Linked DNA regions of Sus scrofa: region 1 is linked to region 2. Evidence: chromatin contacts called from public Hi-C data. All regions are on one chromosome and are shown on one strand. The core of a region is the stretch at or near the end of the contact, and the rest is flanking DNA. Distances in the headings are between cores, read along the strand shown.

The links. A called contact is a pair of places that touch in the nucleus more often than the background predicts.
Region 1: a contact with region 2 is called in a Hi-C map of skeletal muscle, with 2.5 times the contacts expected there. The contact joins the promoter of LOC106509660 here to the enhancer-like site in region 2. A contact is called at or near these places in 11 of 47 Hi-C or Micro-C datasets (embryonic fibroblasts, epiblast stem cells, liver and 4 more) and 1 of 2 datasets of contacts at active chromatin or transcription factors (skeletal muscle).

The regions. Positions count from the first base shown.
Region 1 is chr3:10,990,579-10,994,233 of Sscrofa11.1, reverse strand. LOC106509660 reads right to left here and starts at 2,281. Exons shown (of 6, transcript XM_013995547.2): 1 at 2,029-2,281. It overlaps STX1A (syntaxin-1A), which reads left to right and starts at 2,388. Exons shown (of 11, transcript XM_003124422.5): 1 at 2,388-2,481. The coding sequence starts at 2,452.
Region 2 is chr3:10,914,105-10,917,356 of Sscrofa11.1, reverse strand. All of the region lies in intron 1 of MLXIPL (carbohydrate-responsive element-binding protein), which reads left to right. Among named protein-coding and RNA genes, the nearest start is that of MLXIPL, 19 kb to the left of the region's middle. Within about 2 kb of position 1,661, at least 45 of the 83 cell types and tissues checked have an H3K27ac peak or open chromatin away from gene starts, as enhancers often do. A contact at or near this core is called in liver, skeletal muscle and subcutaneous adipose tissue, where this site is marked.

The DNA.
Region 1 (3,655 bases), core at 1,032-3,531, 76 kb before region 2:
TGGCCTTGCCCAGTAGGTGGCAGCAGTTCCTAATAGCAGGGATCCAGTGGTTAAGGGGTCCACCACGACTCTTCCAGCCTGTGGACTGGAAAGCCCGAACTGTGCCTGGACTTAGGGAGCTCCCAAATGCCCAGCTCTCAAATGAGTGCTCCTTTGAACCCCTGAACACAGCTCATTCAAGTATGCAAGTGTTTTTTTGTTTTTGTTTTTTGTCTTTTTGCCATTTCTTGGGCCGCTCCCGCGGCATATGGAGGTTCCCAGGCTAGGGGTCGAATCGGAGCTGTAGCTGCCGGCCTACACCAGAGCCACAGCAACGCAGGATCTGAGCCACGTCTGCGACCTACACCACAGCTCACGGCAACGCCGGATCGTTAACCCACTGAGCAAGAGCAGGGATCAAACCCGCAACCTCATGGTTCCTAGTCGGATTCATTAACCACTGCGCCACGACGGGAACTCCGTGCAAGTGTTTACTATTCACTCCACAGACACACTTTCTGTGCCAGTCTTGGGGAATCAATAAGAACATGAGCCCATTCCTTTCCTAGTTGGGATAAACACAGGGCTTTGTGGAGCCACATAGAAGGAGCCCAGAGCTCATTCTTGGGTGGTCAGGGACAAATTCTTGAAGGAGGTGACGCCTAGGAGGGAAGAACTAGAAGTCATTGGCCAGGTGCATGGTGACGAGAGAAGAGACAGGGAGGAGAGTGCTCCAGGCACGTGCAAAGACCCCAGAAGTGAGTGCAGAGCAGGCATCATGGCTGCTCACACAGTGGGAGCAACGGTGGCCTCCAGGAAGGAAGGCAGGGCCAGATCACAAAGGACACGGAAAGCCTTATTGGGGGGTAATGTTTGATGAATGAGTGAATGAGACTAAGACCTGTACCAGAAAGAAAGAGTATAAGGTGAAGAGCCCACATTCATTCTTTATTCATTTTTCATGCTACCATTCAATGTGCATCCCAACAAGTAATGTTTGGCATGACACTAGGACTCTCTGAGGGCAGGAGCTGTGTCTCCCCTTCTGCCCTCTCCCCATGAAGCCAGACACTGGGCTCTGGGGGCTGCAACCATGACTTGCCCCACTGAGTCACCCTGCACACAGAAATTACTCTGGACCAGGAAGCAGCACCTTCCCTGCCACCCATTTCCCAAAATCCTGGGAAGGCTCTCTGGCAGGTGAGTCCTGGTTTCGCATCTGTCAAATGGGGCACCGTCAATGTCTGGACAAGTGGAAGGGGTGTGGTCATCTCTCATGCCAGGCTACGTTGGAGCTAATCTTGGGCCAGACTTTCCAAGGAAGGAGGGATAGCTGGAACAGTGTCTCCAGCCTGTCTGCCAGCCAGCTAACCTATGCCCACCGTCTGGGAGAAGTGCCAGGCTCAGACACACTGGGCAGCAGGGGACTGGTCCAGCTCCAAAACAACACCTTGGCAGCCCTGGGGAAGGGAAGGGGGAGTGCTTGGCTCGAGGTCAAGAGCGTCTGGGCCAGGGCACAGAGGGGACAGCTGGGTGTGTGCATGTGGCTGTTGCTCAACGAGATGCTGGCAGGGAGCAGAAAAGGAGCATCTGCTCCTGACTAGCCGCCACCCACCACCCCTCTGCAGTACGCCAAAGATCTTTCCATTCGTCCAGAGAAGCTGGGCCCCAAACTAGCTGCCCCCAGCTTCTAGACAGGAAATAAGATCTCAGGGCTGGGGCTGGGATGCAGGGTTGAGAATGAAGGGAAAGGAGAAGGACATGGGACTACAACTTCGATCTCCTTCCCCAAAGATAGAGGGGCTCCTGCATCCCCTTGGGAGTGGGAACTAAAGGCAAAGGGGTGGTCTCGCAACATCAGGCATTGAACTGAGAAATCCTGGGGAAAGAGAGGGCCAGCATCTGAGAGTGGATAAGATGTTGGGGAGAGACAGGAAGGGTAAGGGCTCAAAGGCTGGAACCCTGGAGGCTTTGGGCTGGAGAAGGCTTCTGGAGAGGGATGCTGGAGGTCCTAAGGCAATAAGAGGAAGGAGGGAGGTGGGGTCTAACCTCTAGCAAATCCCTGGCGATGTGAGGCGCTCTAGGGGTGAAGATCCAGGGTCCAGAAGGAGGGATGCTGAGCGGCCGAATCGAGGGAGGGTTGAGATGGGGGAGGGAGCAGGGGCTCTGGGGCCCGACCCCAGGCAGGATCACGAGGCGTCGAGAACGCAGGGGGCCGAGGTTCCAGGGCTGTGACGCTTCTGGAGACCTGGTGTGAGGATGGGAGCGGGAAGCCAGAGGCCCTGACCCAGGTTCCAGGCCGGGACCGGCCGGGGCGGGGCGGGGCGGGCGCGGGGCGGGGCCGGACTGAGGGCTGGGCCGGGGTCCCGGGGGCCGGGGCGGGGCCGGGCTGGCGCTGCGCAGCCGCGGGGCGGCCGCCGCGCATGCGGGGCTCACAGGGCTGCAGCCGGCGCCGCTGCCACTCCCGGGAGCATGAAGGACCGAACCCAGGAGCTCCGCACGGTGAGTCCGGCCCCTGCGCGGCGCCTCTTGCCGCTCGCGTCCAGCGCGCTGGTCGCTCTCTGCCCAGCTTCGGTGACAGCTGGGACGGCAGCCCCTGCGTCCCCGGCCAGGGTGGGAAGAAGCGGTGCCCAGCCGGGGACCGCGAATCTTCTCCGGGTCCCGCCCCTCGGACCCACTGGGGTCACGGGCTCGCGTGAGCTCGGCTCCGATGGCCCGCGGGCTGGCGGCTGAAACCCGGGGTCCGGGATTAACTTTTCGGCGCCCCCTTGCTTTGGGGGGTCGGAGGGCTATTCTCGGATATAAGTGGCGGGACAGAAGCCTGGCCTTCTCCCTGCTCTGCGGAGCCGGTCCCGTCTTGGTCTCCCCAGGGTGTCTCCTCACTGACCCTCCTGTCCCCTCCTCCATTATAGACAGATGGGACTGGTGGGAAGGGGCCGAGAGCAGTCCCCTGCCCAGAGCCCCGCTGCAGGGCGCGCTGCGGAAACCGGGCGGTGGGGTGGGGCCGGGCTCCTCCAGCGGACGCTGTCTCGCCGGGCGCTTGCCGCTCGCTGCCCCCATCACCTCCCATCACCTGTAGCTCCCATCACCTGTGGCTCCCCACCCGGTGGCGATGGGCATCTGCTGCCCGCCCTAGTCCGAGAGGGATCAGACCCGCTCCCAGTCTTTTTCTGGCTTATGGGCAGCCCGGGCCGGCGTTTCCAGACCCTTCCAGGGTTCCCTGGTCTGATTCCGACCTGAACCTATTTTTCCACCTGTGTTTCGGAGGCCCCTGGGGTGTGGCTTCTGGGGTGGGGTTTGGATAGGGGGAGTAGAAGGATGCGCAAAGGTACCTAGTCAGAGCCCGCTTCTCCCAGTCCTGACAGAGATCCCTGCCACCCTCTCCTTCTCAGCAAGCCCCCCCTCTCCCCTGGCCTTAGCCATTTACCAGAATGTTTGCACTTCTGCCCTTAGAGATGGCCATCCTCGGGCACCTGTGGGGGGCAGTGAAGGAAATGAAACCTGTCTGTGGGGAGGGGGGCATCAGGGCTCTAGACCAGGCTGAGACTCCTCAGATGCTCTGGCTGACCTCTCTGCTGGCTCCTGGTCTCTGGGAAGAGGGGGCCCTAGCTCACTGCCTCCCCAGAACCCTTACTCTGCTGCCCAGCTTAGAGCCAGCAATCTGGGTCCCCTTATA
Region 2 (3,252 bases), core at 412-2,911:
CCATGAGCTGTGGTATAGGTCGCAGATGCATCTTGGCTCCAGCGTGGCTGTGGCATAGACCCGCAGCTGTAGCTCCGATTCGACCCCTAGCCTGGGAATTTCCATGTGCCGCGAGTGCGGCCTTAAAAAGCAAAAAAAGGAAAGTCACTGGGGGAGGCAGACCACACAAGACTTCAGAGAGATGGGTGCTTCCAGCTGTGTGGAGGACTGAGAGGGAGTGAATGTGACCTGGTAGATCAGAGAGGGCAGGGGGCAGTAAGTAATAAGGGGCCTTAAGGGAGAGCACCCCTGGAAGCAGGAATCCCTCACTCTAAGGTGCTTTCAGGCCCAGGTGTGAACGCCTCTTCTCGAGACCTCTTTTGAGTGAAGGAGGGGCGGGCCCATCAGGACTCTAAGTAGTCGCAGCAGAAGGAAAGACAGGAAGGATGGTAGGGACCTCCTCCTCTTACAAACCCCAGACCCACGGGTCGGGCAGGCGCTCTCTCACACCTGGCAAGTTGATTATGCTAATTGAAGGAACCCCGGTCGGTACCCGCGCGCCTCGAGGCTCCGCCTCGTCGAGCGACCTATCCGGTGGAGGGGCGGGGTTATGCTAATGGAGCCGGTCTGGCCACAGGGGCGGCGCGGGCAGCTGCACCGAGCTCAGGCGAGGCGGCGGCGGCGATGGCCATGGCCGGGGCGCTGGCAGGTCTGGTTGCGGGCTTGCAGGGCCCGCGGCTCGTCCCCAGCCCGGATTCAGACTCGGACACAGACTCAGAGGACCCGAGTACCCGGCGCAGCGCGGGCGGCCTGCTTCGCTCGCAGGTCATCCACAGCGGTCACTTCATGGTGTCGTCCCCGCACAGCGACTCCCTGACTCGGCGGCGCGACCAGGAGGGGCCCTTGGGGCTCGCTGACTTCGGGCCGCGCAGCATCGACCCCACACTCACCCGCCTCTTCGAGTGCATGAGCCTGGCCTACAGGTGAGGGCAGCTCCGGGGCCGACGGCCTCGGTCCTCCACGGCGGGACCGCGCGCTGGGGCCCCGGACACCCCCACCTGGCCCCAAGTCCTGGTCCCCGGCTGCTCTCAGAGACTCTGGCCACAGCCTAGATACCCTCCCTCCACCTTAACCTGGAGTTTTTTTCCGACCCAGCCCAGCTGCACCTCCTGGGTCCCATTCCTCCCCACCATGACTCCTTCCCTAGGGCTGGGACCTCCTGCTCTCCACCTCCACTTCTGCAGGCCTGCTGCAGACCTCCCTCCCACCTCCCGACCCCTCAGCCCCCAAAGAAATGCCAGGGCATCCCTTGCGCTCCCAGGACCCTAGGCTGTCCTAACATCCCACCCTCCACTCCAGGGGCCACTCCACCCAACTGCTTGCAGCAGCCCGGGCCCAGACCCACCCTATTCCTGCACCCTCCTGGTACTCCTCATGCCCATTACTGTCCCAGTTCATAGCCACAGTGACAGAAACCCAGTATCTCCTCCACCCTGCACCCTCCAAATGCAGGGACACCTGTTCTTGACCTGCTAGGTCAAGGGTGGCTGGAGGGTGCTCCGCTGGGACCCAGGGAGGCTCAGCTCGAAGTTTCCCAGCCGTGGACAAGCAGAGGGTGTTGAGGGTTGCAGGGGGGCTGGTCCCTGGGAGGCCTGGGCTCCCCTCCCTAGGTCGTCCCTGGAGTCTGAGCGCCTAATGCTGCCTGGGACCCCTGCTTGGCGTGTTGCAGAGCACACAGGCCGCGCCCAGCCCCAGCTCCACACCTGCTTCTCAGGGAAGGGTGCGAACCGGGGTCCTGGCTCATTGCCCTGGAGCAAAGTTCCCCAGAGCGGAGGGGCCAGGATCAATTATCAACTGAAAAACCGTAGGGGAGAAAGGGGGATCGGCCCGGCCTTGATCTTTTCTCTGTGCAAATATTCCTCTTCCTCTGCTGCTCCTCCTCCTCTTCTGAGAACTGCTGGCTACAGACCGGCACTTGCTGCTCTGCCTGGGAGTGGGAGCTGAGGTGGGGATTGCGGGGGAATTTTTCCCGCCCCCTACCCCGGTGCCCAGCCGCGACCCCATTGGCTGTACGCTTTGTAACCTTGGCCCACACACGCTCTGGCCCCAGGCCCAGGTCATGTTGCAATCTGATCATCCAGAGCACCAGTCCAGTGTGGAAAGTTCAAATTCCCATCCCTTTCCTCCCTCCCTTCCTGGGACATCACGGGACCTCCTGGGACAGGGCACCTGAGGTCATGGTACACCGGATGTGGGCACCCCCGCTCCCCAGACCCCTCCCAAGATCTCCCCCTTTTCCCACCCACTCCCAACTTAAGCTTCTTGCTTTCTACTGTACACTGCTCTCCCTGGGCTGGCTCATGCCCACCCCCCATCCCAGACCATGGGTGACCAAAAGGGGAGGTTCTGGGGAGGTGACAAGGCAGGGGACAGAGCTCACTCCACTAGGAGGCTGACTGGAAGCTGATGGCACCCCACTCGGTGGCAGCTGGGGTAGAGAGAACTGGGCTTTCTCCCTAAACACAGAGTACGCGATCTCTATGGCCTGCCTGGGGTGGGGGCCTGAGCGTCAGGGATGCAAGTGGCTTAGTACCAGCAGAGTCTTTGGATTCTCCCATTTGGTAGAGGGAAAAACAGAGGCTCAGCCTGGGATAATGTGGTAGCCCTTGAAGACCCCTAACAGGGGTTCCTTGGAGGGGGGAGGATTGAGGACGCCAGGGTGTCCCAAGAGAGTAAGCCAAGGGAAGGGTCAGTGAGCACCTCCAGAGGTGCTGGGAGGAACTGGCCAGCTGGACCCAAAGGACATCTGTGGATGTCTGGCCAGTTTTCATCCTCAGCAGGACTCTGTGGACAGAGAGACGGCTGCTCCACTGGGAGGAGGCCCGTGTTCCATGGTTCCGTGGGTGGAAGCCACAGAGAGGCAGGAACTGGAAGTTCCAAGAAAACACTTGTTCATGGTCAGAGCTGGCTAGCTCTGGAAAGAATGGCCTCAGGGATGTGGGGAGCGAGCAGGACCCTATCAGGGAGACTCCAAGGGAGTTTCCGCAAGGTAGATGGGAGGGATAGCGCTAGGGAGTGTTCTGAGTTTTTCTCATCCCATCCTCAAGATTTCCAGAATTTCTATTAGTCGTAAGAAGCTCTTGAACCCTGGCCACAGACTTTGCTCCAGACCTCCCCTTCCAGCAGACAGGCCCAGCACAGACCAAATCCTTCCTCCTGGGCTTGGATGTCACTGTCCCAGCTCTGTCAACCTTACCTGTCATCTCAGCAGGG